Regions from separate parts of the Mus musculus genome. Here region 2 is linked to region 1. Evidence: chromatin contacts called from public promoter capture Hi-C data. All regions are on one chromosome and are shown on one strand. The core of a region is the stretch at or near the end of the contact, and the rest is flanking DNA. Distances in the headings are between cores, read along the strand shown.

Evidence for each region. Promoter capture Hi-C pulls out the DNA fragments that hold promoters and counts their contacts.
Region 2: a promoter capture Hi-C map of liver shows a contact between it and region 1, with 2.2 times the contacts expected there. The contact joins the promoter of Pld2 here to the promoter of Asgr1 in region 1. A contact is called at or near these places in 6 of 39 promoter capture datasets (the 3T3-L1 cell line, cranial neural crest, hippocampal neurons and 2 more) and 1 of 484 Hi-C or Micro-C datasets (liver).

The regions. Positions count from the first base shown.
Region 1 is chr11:70,051,144-70,058,518 of GRCm38.p6, forward strand. It overlaps Asgr1 (asialoglycoprotein receptor 1), which reads left to right and starts at 3,212. Exons shown (of 9, transcript NM_009714.3): 1 at 3,212-3,345; 2 at 3,738-3,823; 3 at 4,854-4,970; 4 at 5,094-5,189; 5 at 5,271-5,342; 6 at 5,715-5,801; 7 at 5,889-6,040; 8 at 6,121-6,227; 9 at 6,344-6,752. The coding sequence starts at 3,757. The coding sequence ends at 6,500.
Region 2 is chr11:70,535,414-70,542,788 of GRCm38.p6, forward strand. Pld2 (phospholipase D2) reads left to right here and starts at 4,859. Exons shown (of 25, transcript NM_008876.3): 1 at 4,859-5,201; 2 at 5,432-5,541; 3 at 5,650-5,780; 4 at 5,884-6,026; 5 at 6,402-6,507; 6 at 6,588-6,653; 7 at 7,171-7,229; 8 at 7,348-7,375. The coding sequence starts at 5,433. It also overlaps a transcript of Gm40193 not described here.

The sequences.
Region 1 (7,375 bases), core at 1,962-4,461:
GTTGGCCACAGGCTCATCCTCTGAAACTATAAGCAAGCCCCTAACCAAATGCCTTATTTATTTACTTATTTCAACAACTTGCCTTGGCCATAGTGTCTCTTCACTGTACGAGAAAAGTAACCAAGACACAGTCTAACTCTTGCTGGGCTGCTGGTGAGAAGAAACCATTACAGCGCTCAGTACACAGCGCTCGGCATGGGCTCTTGCGGAACTAAGTACAACCGACTCATTGTCTTTAACTTCAACAAACCCTTGAGATGGGCATTAACCCAGCTTCTCAGATGAGCCCAGAATAGTCTAATAACAGGCTTCAGGCTTCTCCCCCACCCCCTTCTGGGCCCCCCATCCTTGGCACCCCTTGTTCATCCTTAGCGTCACACACTCACTCACCTTGGCTCACTCCTCCTCAGCTTTGTAGCTGTCTGGGCCTTTCACAACCTGAAAAATCTTCCTTGTTTCTACTTTCCCCCAAAAGAGACTCATTTCTCTCTTTCTTCTTGGTCTCCTGCAGCTCCAGCTGGCAGCACTGGAGCCCATTCTCTGCCCTCCTCTGGTCAGGGATCTCATCTACGTTTGCTGCTGCTACGAAAAGATACCTGGGAAGACAGAGGAGGAAAGGTTTGCCCTGGCCTAGGGTTTCAGCGGGCTCCACCCATGGTTGCCTGGCTTGGTTGCCTTGAGCCTGTGGCGAGAATGAACATCATGGCACTGTGGGGGGTGGGGGGTGGTAGAGAAGGTTGCTGACTTCAGAGCGGCTAGAGTGCAGAGAGAGAGAGAGAGAGAGAGAGAGAGAGAGAGAGAGAGAGATTTTGAGATTGACAGAGATTGAGACAGACAGACAGTCCCAGGATGAGATATACCCTTCCAAGGCATACTCCTGACCAATCTCATTGCCTCTGGGCCACTTAGCCCCTCCGACCAACCCAATTTCCACACCAAGGCCAGGCCACTATGTCCCTTAGATATCTGGCCTCATCACTGTCTGGCCTGCACCTTCCCCTTCCCTTTGTTGAAATCCTGGGGATTGGGCCCAAGGTTTTGGGCATGCCAGGGAAACTCTCTACCGCCAAGTCATGGCACCTCCAGCCCAACTTGCAACTCTTCATGGCCCTGGAATATAGCCACACAGTCTCTAAATATGTTGATTATGTAGTTCTATCCGTAAGAGATCTCTGAGCCCGTGATATGGGATTACTTGCCCCTCGAAGGTCCCAGGGCTTCTCGCCTCCTGGGACTTACATTGTGTGTGGTTCTTTTCCATGATAAGGAGGGCTGACCTGGGAGACCAGAGGACGGCATGGAAATGATGGGCTGTGTGGTGCTAAGCCCACTGCCGTCATGTCAGGAGGACATTCAAGCAGCCTCGTGGACAGGCCTGTGTGGTGAGGAACAGAGGAGTCTAAGCAGCAACCCACAGTAACTTGCCTGTCCTATGAGTGAGTCACTTTGGCAGTTGATTTTCCAGCCTTAGTCCAGTCTTTCAACAAACACAGCACTGACTGAGATCATGGTTGTGTCCTCAGGAGAGATTATTCTGAGTCAGAACCAATGGTCGAAGCCGCACTTTAACCTTTACAGTGGAGATGGTCTGTGTTTATTGTTTAAGTTGCTAAGTTGTGGGGTACTTACTTTGTGGTAAATGACTGGTACACATATCCAATGGGATATATATATACATATGTATATATACTATGTTATATGTTATATATTATACTTATACATAGTATATGTATAATATATATTATAAAATGTATCTCTCTAAATAGAAATCTATTGAAAAGGGATGAAAAACTACACACACACTCATTCATACATCCACAATCCACACTTAACATTTATTCAAGCATGTGTGTTAACATTAGTCCAGTACTGCTCTCTGATCCATGAGCTTAGGGCATGGCTCTCAGGTATGAACTGTATTTCAAAATGCCTTCTTCCAGGACAATATGCAAATAGAAAGATGCAAAAATCCTGAGTTTACAGCATTTTCCAGTTTTACAAGCTAGGGCTGAGGTCTCTCTAGCACTGAGAGAGCAAGAGGCTCGGTGCCCCCTGCTAGTCCCTACCTCTATGAGTAGAGCTACTATTCAGACTGGATCTGTATCTGTTTGCTTGCCAGAATAAACTAGATTGTAAGTGGCAAAATCAGAGAGTGTTAAATTAATGGCCCAATTTTCACCAAAATCGCTGGCAGCAAGCCCGGTTCATGTAAACATGCGGATTTTTAGGACACAGACAAGCAAGGACGCACAGAGTAGTTGGATTTATGTAAGCGGCACCTTCCTGAATAGCTCACAGGCTCTAGACGGCCACAGAGGCCACTCCTCACTGTGGAGCCTAACAGGAGGAGGATTATATGTTGAATATTGCTCTTGTCCCAAGCCTGAGTTCTGACAGGCCTCTCTGAAGCTCTCAGGACCATGAGGGGCCATGTTTAAGCCTCTCTGGGGATTTGGGGACCTGGTGCGTGGGACAGCTAAGGATCCCATTCTGAGTGAGGTGCTGGAGGCAGCACACAGGTCACTGAGTTGGGCTGCCCGGGTGTTAGTCTGTGCTCTTCTGTGTAGTATGGCTTTGAGAAGCCCTTGTCTTCCAGAGCCTCAGCTTTCTTGCCTGCAGAATGGGTTGTTCTCTGGGGATGAGAAAGGTTGAAGTCCTGGGGCATATGGTAGAATCAGTGATTTCTTGGCCCTGATCCTAGAGGGGAGCTGCTCCTCCTGTTACCACTGCGCTGCTTGGAGGACTACCATAGAGTGAGTCAGTCAGGTTAGGGCTGAGGAGCCTGGAGCTGAGACCCCAGGAATCTACAGCTTGCAATTATAACACTGAGGTCACAGGGCAGGATTGGGCAAGAGCGGGGAATCAGTTGGTGCCTCTGATCCTGGTCAGGGATATTTGGAGATACGGACAATTCTGGGAAATTCAGGACCGAAAGGGGGAGGGCTCTGAGGGCAAGCAGCAAACTGTTCCCTAGCCTTTTAAGGCCTGTCTCACCCACAAAAAGGTAACAAGTATTGAACATGCGGAAGTGCATGCGTAGATGTGTGTGCCTCTGTGTGTGTGTGTGTGTGTGTGTGTGTAGACTCCCCTTTTCTGAGAAATAGAATAGAGGTCACCCATGCCTTCTTTCCTCCCCTATACCTCCCCAGTTCCAAGTCTACTCCTACCTCTGTTTATGGTTCAAAGTCCCGGTGTTGGTGATGCCAGGTTCAGCGTGCTCGGACACACATGGGCCCTGGATGGACCCTGTCCCCTCCCCTCCCATTGCCCAGGGCTCTTCACCTGGTTCTTCAGGCTTCAGCCCCCTCCTTAGCCTGGGCTCTTCGTGGTGCTGAGGGACCTTCAGTAAGTACAGCAGGAGGAGAAGGGATGGGTGACAGCCAAGAGAGAGTGGCTGTATGGGTTCACATGCGCAGTGTGTGTGAATGGGAGAGGAGAGATTTTTCTTAGACAGAATGTAGCCTTGGTTAGTCTGGAATGCACTCTGTAGACCAGGCTGGCCTCGAACCTACAGAGATCCACCAGACTCTGCTTCCTGAATACTGGGATTAAAAGCATGTGTCATCATGTCCAGCTAGAGGATAGATTTTTGGATGTCAGGCTTGGGAGCAGATAGGGTTAGGGGAGACAGAAAGTATGTCCACCTAGTCAGATGTAAAAGGGAACTGGACTTCATCCAGCTCTGAGTCTGTTAGCCTCGGCCTCAGCTCTAAAGGCTCTAAATTTGGCTGTCCTAGGTCCGGATCCAGTGCCATCATGACAAAGGATTATCAAGATTTCCAGCACCTGGACAATGATAATGACCATCATCAACTCCGGAGAGGTGAGAGGTGCTCCCTTTCAGAGAGGCGAGGGGTTCTCCCCTCTGGAGGAGAACATCAGTGGCTCTGTCCCTCCGACTCAGCTCCTGTGTCCTGTGGAGATCCCTAGCTCTGTTCCATACACTCAGAAAACAGTGGCTGCATCACTCTTGCTGGGACATAGGGTACAGGGCATAGTGTTGGCATCCTCAGTGACAGATGTCCAAGCTTCCTCCCAATGTTACCCATTTCTCAAGACCCCAGGCAGAGGGTGGCTCCAAGGTGTGGGGCCTACTGAAGGTCGGGGGCATGAGCTTATTGTCAGCCCCGTCTGAAGTTAGGTCCCTTTCTTCTTCAGTTTCAACAGTGTGTATGTGGAGGTGGAGGTGGGGATGGGAGGTGATCAGGATCAGTTTGACTTAAGGGACCCTTGGAGAGGGGGCTGAGGGTCTCAGCACGGATGAAAGATGAAGCATCTGCTCTCCCTACTTTGTCCTCTGAGCAGGGACTGTCGTGTGCCTGTACAAACAAATACAGAGCTCTTGAGGTATCCCAGGTGGGCAGTGTGCTTTTATGCAGGAAGGAGCACAGGAGGGGAAACGGGGCGGGGGGGGGGGGGCAGGAGGGAAAGCCCGCAGGCCAACCGACAGGACTGAGTGTCATTTTCTCCCTTGGTGGGAGAGGCTCACCTTTTCTCCTTGCATGCAACCAAAGACGCACAGGATTCACGGAAAGAGGAGGAAACCCACCCTTCCCACACTTTGGTGGAGCAATGACTCCCCAGGCGTGGTTCATCGTCTGTAATGACAATATTATGCCACAGGGTGGCAGCAGAGGTCCAGGGCTTCGGGAATGCTAGGGCAGGTCAAAGCTTTGCACTTCTGATAACCCCCTTTCTTCCCTATCTTTAGGTCCTGCAGGGTTGTCCACGGCCCACATTTCTTAATCTATACGGCCCCTCTTAGTCTACTGGAGAGCTTAGTTTGCGCTCTTCCTAATACCTCGGGATTTAGGTTGGCCCAGGTAGTGAACTCTTGATACGCTCTCTTGCAGGGCCGCCTCCCACTCCACGGCTCTTGCAGCGACTCTGCTCTGGATCCCGCCTCCTCCTGCTCTCCTCGAGCCTCAGCATTCTGTTGCTGGTGGTTGTCTGTGTGATCACATCCCAAAGTGGGTGGCCAGGGCTGGGCAGAGAAAGGGGGCAACTTCGGGTGTGTGTGAGCAAGCGGTGGGTGCGGTGGTTGGTGGACACAGACAACTTATTTTTCTCTACCCACATCCTCTCTTGCTTAGATTCCCAACTCCGGGAAGATCTGCTGGCTCTAAGGCAGAATTTCAGCAACCTCACTGTGAGCACTGAGGACCAGGTCAAGGCCCTGAGCACCCAGGGTGAGGGGGACTGGGTCTGGGGCCTGGGTCTGGGTGAGGGGTGGTGGGGTTGTCAGGACTTTGAACAAGTTTATCCTCTAGGAAGTAGTGTGGGAAGAAAGATGAAGTTAGTGGAGTCGAAGCTGGAAAAACAGCAGAAGGATCTGACTGAAGGTGAGGATGGGGCGGGGGGGGGGGAGGGAAGGGGGAGGGGAGGGGAAGGGGAGGGTGAGGGGGGAAGGGAAGGAGGGGAGAGGGGGGAGGAAGAGGGAATGAGGGGCAAAGGGTAAGAGGTTAGGGGGAGAAAGAGGGAAGGGAGAGGGTGAGGGTGAGAGAGAGAGAGGAGGGGGAGGTCAGGTGGGGGGAGGGGTCTGACATGGGGCCAAATCTCGCAGCCTAGATCAAAGTTTTGGCTAGGGAGCCTGTGATGATTGGTTGTTCTCCAGTGTTCACACTCACCTCATTTCTTCCTTCTTCCTCCCCTCTTCTCTCTGCCTCCTCCTGTCCTCTGCCACTCCCCCCCATCCCCATCCCCCCGGCCCCCAGATCACTCCAGTTTGCTACTGCACGTGAAGCAGTTAGTGTCTGACGTGCGAAGCTTGAGCTGCCAGATGGCTGCATTTCGGGGCAATGGTGAGGGATGGGGGTACTAGTCCCACTTTCTTGAGCACCCCACCCTGGCAGCAGCTCAGCCCTTCACCCTGCATTCCCTCACCTCAGGCTCTGAAAGGACCTGCTGCCCCATCAACTGGGTGGAGTATGAAGGCAGCTGCTACTGGTTCTCCAGCTCTGTGAGGCCTTGGACTGAAGCTGACAAGTACTGCCAGCTGGAAAATGCCCATCTGGTGGTGGTGACCTCCAGGGATGAGCAGGTGAGGCCACGCTGAGCTGGGTTCTTCTGGGATGCTAGATGGTGGAAAGGAGAGGTCACTAAGTCTGCTTCTTTCCTCAGAACTTCCTCCAGCGCCACATGGGCCCCTTAAACACTTGGATTGGCCTAACTGACCAGAACGGGCCCTGGAAATGGGTGGATGGAACAGACTACGAGACAGGCTTCCAGTGAGTGTGGGTCTGCGGGCAGGGTAGCTGGTGTCATCCTGGGCCGGGGGTCTCAAGGCTGGCGACATGACTGAGAGTCTGATCTCCCGGGGCTCACAGCCATCTTCTGTCTCTAGGAATTGGAGACCAGAGCAGCCAGATAACTGGTACGGACATGGGCTTGGAGGAGGCGAGGACTGTGCCCACTTCACGACGGATGGCCGCTGGAATGACGACGTCTGCAGGAGGCCCTACCGCTGGGTCTGTGAGACAAAGTTGGATAAGGCTAATTAGGAACCTTCCTTCCCCTCATTTATATCCTTAATTCCTTGAGCTGCTGAGGTTTAGAACTGGTAGAGCCTACCTAAGGGTCTCCCCATCTCCAGGAACTCTCATGTAGGATTTTTAAAGGACCGGTAAAGAATGGTGTTTGAGAAATGGTGTATGATGCCTGGTGGTGGTAGGGGTGCGTATTGAAACCCAGCGCGCAGTTCTCTTCTGTCAGCTTGTTTTTTTTAGAGTAAAAGGAAGAGAAATAAAAGTTCATGAGCTGTCTGGTCATTGGGATTAGGAAGCAGGTGTGGGTTGGCTCATGTTAGGAAGGCTTCGGGTCAGCAGCCGAGCTGTGAAAACAGAATGAACTTTGGGTAGCACAGCCTGCTGGCAGCCTGGCTTCGCCGTGGACAGATACAGCAACGTGAGCTAGTTATTCTGTCCTAAAGTCTCAGTTGGAAGATGGGAGGATTTTTGACCTCTGTCTGCTGGGGGCAGGACCAACCACCAGGGAACTGCAGCCCCCCTGTGCTGAGTGCATCAGAGACTTGGAATGGAACACACTGGCCTGCGACACTCATCACAACGAACAGAAACTGCTTTGTACACTGAATAAACGCAGTGAATACCCAGCTCAGGATCACAGACACATGAATGCAAAGTTATATTAGTATAACCAAGGGTGGGAATGAGGGCAATTACAGATAACTTATAGACATGAATTACTAACAAAACAGGGCAAAATGTTTGCTCATAAATAACATGAAAATACAATATATAGTCATATGTATATATACATGTATATATATAAATGACATAATATGTATATATTTTTACAAATACACTGCAGGAAAATAATATTTTTCCTCTACAGAAGAGATTGGCAAATCTGACAT
Region 2 (7,375 bases), core at 3,609-6,108, 490 kb after region 1:
GTGAGTGCCACCACATTAGCCTTTGTGAATGTCAGAAGTCAGCCTGCTGGAGTCAGTTCTCTTCTAACACCCTGAGAGGTCCAATAATTAAACTCAGGTGGTCAGGCTCTGTAGCAGGAGCCTTTACCCTCTGAGCCATCTTACTGCCCCCCCCCCCCACCATCTTATTTTGGGGAAGAAGGGTCTTGTTACTGAATTTAGGACTACAGAAATCCTCCTGTCTCCATCCCCCAAAGTGCTGGGGTTGCCCGCCACCATGCCTTGGTCCATATGCACTCACCAATACCTCTCCCCAGGCCACGTGCCTGGCTTCTATGTGACTACTTGGGCTCTGAACTCAGGTCTTCATGCTTCGGCTCCAGGCACTTTATCCACGAAGTCATCTCCCCAGCCCTGGAACATTTCATTATTGGAGAAATTTCCCATATAAAACACCTCTTCCCCATGCTCTGCCTCAGGCGACCCCAGATCTGATTTCCATGACTATGGGCTGTTCTTGTCTCAGAACTTGGTATAAATGTAATCAGACTCTGTTACTCTTTTATGTTTGCTTTCCTTCAGCATAATGGTTTATCTATAGTAACAGTTTGTGTAGTTTATAGTTTATTACAACAGGATTCAGAACATACATAAAATTCACCCTTTTAAGACAGAATTCCATGGTGGTTTTTGCTATATTCACACGGTTATATAACCATCACCACTAATTTTAGATTTTCCATTACCCTCAAGAAACCCTTGTACTCATTAGAAATCATTCCTCAACCCTCCTTCTCCCGAGCCCTGACAGGCACTAATCTACTTCCTGTCTCTCTGTGGACTTTCTTTATCCTGAGCAGTCCATAGTGTGCTGGTTAGTCTTTCTTGTTTTTTGTTTTTGTTTTCTTTCTTTCTTTAGATTAATCTATATTGATAAGATACTTATTTGCTATATTTTGAAGCAACATCTAAGACAAAATACAGGAAAAGCCGGTCCGTCCCTTCTACCTTTTCTCTGCCCAACCCTCCCACCCCCAAATACTTCTCCTTGTGATTTGCTCAGATCAGGGCTTAGAGCAGTGATGGATAATTTGATTGCCAACTTGATTAGATTAAGAACCACCCTGAGTGGGGCTGAAGAGATGGTTCGGCAGTTGGAAGCACTTACTGTTTCTACAGAAGGCCTAGGTTCAGTTTCTAGCACTCAGAGCAGTTCTCAATCCCCTGTACTTCCAATTCCAGAGCAACTGAGGCCCTCTTCTGACCCACCTCCTTGGGTTCCTGCATGCACATGGTGTATATACATACATTCATAACATACACACATACAGGTAAAATGAAAAAAAAAAAAAAACACTTACCTGAGCTTGCTGTGGTGGCATGCAACTTTAATCCCGACACTCAGGAGACAATGGCTGGTGGATCTCTGAATTCCAGGCCGGCTTGATTTACAGAGCAAGCTGTAGGCCAGCCTCTAAACAACAACAACAACAACAACAACAACAACAACAACAACAACAACACCTAAGGCATGAATAAGCATACTTTGGGCAATCCTGTGAGAATGTTTTCAGAGAGGAGGTTTGTTTGCTTGTTTGTTTTAAAGCTAGGACCTCACTTTGTAGCCCAGGCTGGCCTCAAACTCCTAATGATCTCCAGTGGTCTAAGCTGAGAATACAAGTGTAACTCCCAACTCTGCTGTCCAGGGACACGGATCTGAAGAAGAAAGACCTGAGCTGAATGTGGATGGTATCATCCCATGCACTGGAGTCCTGCGGTGAGGAAAAGGGGAACCATGGGAAACCATCTTAGTACCAATACTCACCTTTCTGTTCTCTGTCTCCCCCGATGAGCAAGTAGTCCACCATTGCACCTTTCTGCCTGTGGTGGGCTGTGTTCCCTTAAACCAGGAGCCACTAACTAACTAACTAACTAACTAACTAACTACATGCATACATACATACATACACACATACATACATACATATCTCCAGTAAATTGCTTTATGCCTGTATTTGGTCACAGCAAGGAGAAAAGTAATGACCATGCTGTGGAGTCTTACAGCGTGGCTTTTTGTCTATCTCACTTAGCTCGATGTTTTCAAAGTTCCTTCCTGTGAGGAGTGTATGCATCAATACATAGCTTCTCTTTATGGCCGAATAGTCCAGGGCACGGCTATATCTTCATCAGCGTGTCCCTTTGTCTCCTTCCCACTTTCTTTTTGGCTTTTTCAAGATAAGGTTTTCAGTGTAGCCCAGGCTGTCCTAGAACTCACTCTGTAGACTAGACTGGCCTTGAACTCAGAAATCTGTGTCTCTGCCTCTGCCTCTTGATGCTGACATTAAAGGTATGCACTGCTACCATCCGGCTCCTTTCCACTTTCTGCTTGTTAGCAATAATGCTGCTCTGAGCATCTGAGTATACATTTTTCTGTACATATGCTTATATTTTAGGGGAGAGGGGTCAAGACAGGGTCTATGTAAACTTGGCTGTCCTGCAACTCGCTCTGTAGACCAGGCTGGTCTTGAACTCATGGAAATCCACCTGAGGGGCTGGAGAGGTGGCTCAGTAGTGACGAACACTGGCTGCTCTTGTAAAGGACTTAGGTTCGATCTCCAGCATCCACATAACAGCTCACAACTGTAAGTAGTCTGGTCCCAGGGTCACACTGTCCTCTTGCCTCCACAGGTATTAGGCATGCACATGGCACACATACACACATGCAGGCAAAGTACTCATGCACATACAAAGGAAACAAAACAAAACAAAAAAGAAAAAAAAATCCACCTGCTTTTGCCTCCCAAATACTGAGATTGAAGGCATGAATGACTACTGCCCAACTGGATTTTTTTTTTAACTTAAAAAAATACTTTGTGTGTGTATGTAGGGTCTAGAGGAAAAGACAGCAGATCTCTTGTGAGTTTGAGACCAGCCTTATCTATATATAGTGATTTCAAGACCAGCCAGGACTACATAGGGCAGTGGATCTCAACCTTCCTAATGCTGTGACCCTTTAATACAATTCCTCATGTTGTAGTGAGCCCCAACCATAAAAGTATTTTCATTGATATTTTATAACTGTAATTTTGCTACTGTTATGAATTGTAATGTAAATATCTGATATGCAGGATATCTGCAGGCTGAAAAACCACTGACATAGAGGTATCCTATCTAATATATAGATATGCACATATGTATTAAGGTTTTTAATTAGGAAAAGATGAACAGATACTTTATCAAGATACTTAAGCATATGTGTAATGGTTTGTATATCCTCAGCCCTGGGAGTGTCACTATTAGAAGGTGTGGCCCTGTTGGAGTAGGTGTGTCACTGTGGGTGTGGGCTATAAGACCCTCATCCTAGCTGCCTGGAAGCCAGTATTCTGCTAGCAGCCTTCAGATGAAGATGTAGAACTCTCAGCTCCTCCTGTACCATGCCTGCCTGGGATGCTGCCATGATCCGGCCTTGATGATAATGAACCTCAGAACCTGTAAGCCAGCCCCAATTAAATGTTGTCCTTATGAGGGTTGCCTTTCATGGTGTCTGTTCACAGCAGTAAAACCCTAACTAAGACAATAGGAAATACAGTTAACGCTGTTAATATTCAGAGATGTACAATTAAGACTGCAGTGGTAAACCTTTCAGACCACTCTAATGGATAACAGGAAGGATCTATGGAATTGAATGTGCACCGTGCTATGGAGCAGCTACAACAGAAGTACCATACACTGGTTTTTAGAAATATAAAATAGAAGAGCCATTTTGGAAAGTTTTTGTATTTAATTGTTTTCTCTATTTTGGCTTTGTGTGTATAAATGTTTTGTGTGTGCAGTGGCCACAGAGGCAAGAAGAGAACATCAGATCCCCTGGGGACTGCTTGGTGAGCAGCCATGTGGGTGCTAGGAATCAGACTCAGGTCCTCAGCTCATGCACAGAGCCATCTCTCCAGCCCCGGGGTTTGTTTTTTCAGCAGTGTTTTGCTGTGTAGCCTCAGCTGGTCTCAATGCCCAAGCTTCACAATACTCTCTCCAATTCTCTGTGCTGCTGAGCTACAAACTGCCAAGCCCAGACCTCGACAGCAAACAGTAAGTTAAACATACACTTATATGACCCAGTAGTTCCACTCTAGTTGTTTACAGAAGAGGAATTAAAATAATAAGTCCACAAAAATGACTGGCACATAAATGTTTATTGGAGGTTCATTTCCAGTGAACAAAACCTAAAACAATTCAAATGATGATTCAGCGGAAATTTGGAAGGGAAAAAAAGGACAGCCTTTAGGATCTGGGGAAAAAAAGTTTTTTCCAGACTGAAATTTACAGGCGATTAGGTTCCAGGTTCCGAAATTGGTCTGTTATTGTCGCTCAGTGTCGGGCTAATCACTCCTGCGTTAAAAGAGCGTTTCAAGAATGAAGAATGCGATTTCTCATACAGCAACGAACTTGGCAGTCACTCGGCTTTTTATGCTCTTATTACCTTCCATCAACAAAGGCTATCTGTACCGGGCCCACCAAGGGGACATCTGCAGGTCCTCGCAACCCAGGCCGTTCTGCCCGGATTCCAGGCAGTGCTGGGGACCAGACTACCCAATGGCCGCGCGCGCGCGCGCGCGCAGTAGAGGAATGTGCACTACGTGGATCGCACACTGGGGGGTGCTGGACATAGCCAGCAGGTGCCCCGAGGGCAGCTGGAGGAAGAAGACAGCCCTGGGGAGTGGGCGGCCTCCGGAGTGGGCGGCCCGGGCCCGGGCGTCTCTAACGCAGGGCGGGCAGAGGACGGCGGGGGCGGGACCCAGTCGACGCGACAGTCGTGGAGGTGAGCCCTGGGGGCCTTCCCGCCCCCCGAGGGCAGGCTCTGAACCCCGGCCCCGCCCCGGCCCTCTGGGGTGTAGGCTCCTGGCTGAGTTCTGCCTGCTTGCGAACCCGCACGGGCGCCGGGGTCCGCATCCAGGGTGCGGGGGCCCGGGACGTGGCGCGGCTGAGGTCCGGAGCCCCGGGAACCGGGCGGGGACGCTGTCGGGCTGGAGCTGCAACGGCCTTCTGACTCAGCCGCTCGTCCAGATTTCGGGATCTCTCTCCTGGGCGGGGAGCGCGCAACTTCCTCATTCCCGCCCGGACCCTTGCTTCCAGCCAGTCTGACCTGACTTCGAGCCTCGCTGTCACCAGGGCTCCTCCCTTGGACTTAACCTCGCCCCAGTTCGAGGCCATCCCACCTTAGCTAGGTGCTTTTTTGGACCTGAATTTGGAATGAGAAGCGGGGCTGAGAGGCTCTGGTTGAAGGCTGGGGGAGGGAATGGAGGTTGCAGGGGTGGGTGTTAGAGGGGCGTCGGTCTACAACCCTAGACGTTGAGAGTCACTGAGTAAGACGGGAGAGGACCGACCGGGGGCGTTGGATGGGGAAGGGGTGTTTCTGTAGGGCGAGTCCCTTCCTGAGGCTTCCTCATATTCCTAGGATGACTGTAACCCAGAAGAACCTCTTTCCCTATGGGGACTATCTGAACTCCAGCCAGTTGCACATGGAGCCAGATGAGGTTGACACTCTGAGGGAAGGAGAGGATCCAGGTATAGAGGGAGATGGCTCCCAGAGAGGGGAGATAGGGATCTGAGGCCTCCTGAGATCTTTACACCCTTGGGTTGTTTTGTTTTTGTTTTGCTTTTTTCCCCTCCCAGCTGATCGAATGCATCCCTATCTGGCCATCTATGACCTTCAGCCTCTGAAAGCACACCCCTTGGTGTTCGCCCCTGGGGTCCCTGTTATAGCCCAGGTGGTGGGCACCGAAAGATACACCAGCGGATCCAAGGTCAGTCACCAGCGGATACCAGGGAAGGCGAGAGAGGGAGTCCTGGCCCAAGTGGAGGCCTGGGTTGGGCCAGAAGACATATTTTAGATTTTCATATCCCCAGGTGGGAACCTGTACTCTATATTCTGTTCGCTTGACGCATGGTGACTTTACCTGGACAACCAAGAAGAAGTTCCGACACTTTCAGGAGCTGCATCGGGACCTCCAGAGACACAAAGTCTTGATGAGTCTGCTCCCTTTGGCTCGGTGAGTAGAACTCGGTTGCTTCCCGTGAAAGGCAGGTACTTCTCACCCCATGGCAGCCTCACTCACTCCTGTCTGTCTGACTCTTATCCCCTGGGCATTTTCCTTCCTCAGCTCTGTGCCGTGCCCCCTCCCTTGTCCCTGGTTCCCAGGAAACTTTCCCTGCTTGGATCTCCTCCATAGTACTGTGCCAATATTTTAGCCAGGCTGGATGCCCAGAATTGTCCTTAGCAACCCCCTCCTCCCAGTTGTCTCCATTCCCAGGACAGAGACCCTTTCTTTCTTCTGCCTTTCTTCTTTCTTTCTTTCTTCTGCTAGCCTTTCTTCCTCCAAGGCCCCGTCTCCAGCTCCTTCTTGAGTCTTCTCTCATCTCTGTAGCTTTGCTGTGACCCATTCTCCAGCCCGAGAGGCAGCCGCCGAGGATATACCCTCCCTACCCCGAGGAGGTTCTGAGGGCTCTGCCAGACACACAGCCAGCAAACAGGTATGCAGCAGGTCCTGTAGCAAGGTGTGCAGTATGCAAAAGGTTCTGGCTACATCTGTTTCTTTTCCGTCTCCCTTCAGAAATACTTGGAAAATTACCTCAACCGCCTCCTGACCATGTCTTTCTATCGCAATTACCACGCCATGGTAAGGTCCTGGATGCCTGGGTGGATCCTTCTCTCTCCCTCCTGTTTTTATTTTTTAATTAAAGATTTATTTATTATATGTAAGTACACTGTAGCTGTCTTCAGACACTCCAGAAGAGGGCTTCAGATCTCATTAGGGATGGTTGTGAGCCACCATGTGGTTGCTGGGATTTGAACTCAGGATCTCTGGAAGAGCAGTCAGTGCTCTTAACTGCTGAGCCATCTCTCTAGCCCACCTGTTTTTATTCTTAACAACAAAACAAAACAGGGTCTTACTGTAAAACCTGGGCTAGCCTTAAACTTTCTGTGTAGACCAGGCTAGCCTTGAACTGACCTAGATACACCTGCCTCTGCTCCCAAGTGCTGGTATTAGGTGTGTGCCAACATACCCTAGGATGCTTGTGTTTTTTGAAGTAGATGAGGATCATCAGATCCCCAGGGGACAAAGGGTGCAGAGTTAGTAGGGCAGGGGAGGCTGAAAGCCAAGTCTCCCCCTAAACTTATTTCTTCCTCTGCAGACAGAATTTCTGGAAGTCAGTCAACTTTCCTTTATCCCAGACCTTGGCTCCAAAGGACTGTGAGTGTGGGAACTCCTTACCCAGCCTTCAGCAGGCATAAGTCTCCATCTTCCTGCTTGAAAATAAAACTCGGTACAGTGTGCCTAGGGTCCCCAATGATCTTGCTTGTCCCTGTAGGGAAGGGGTGATCCGGAAGCGCTCGGGC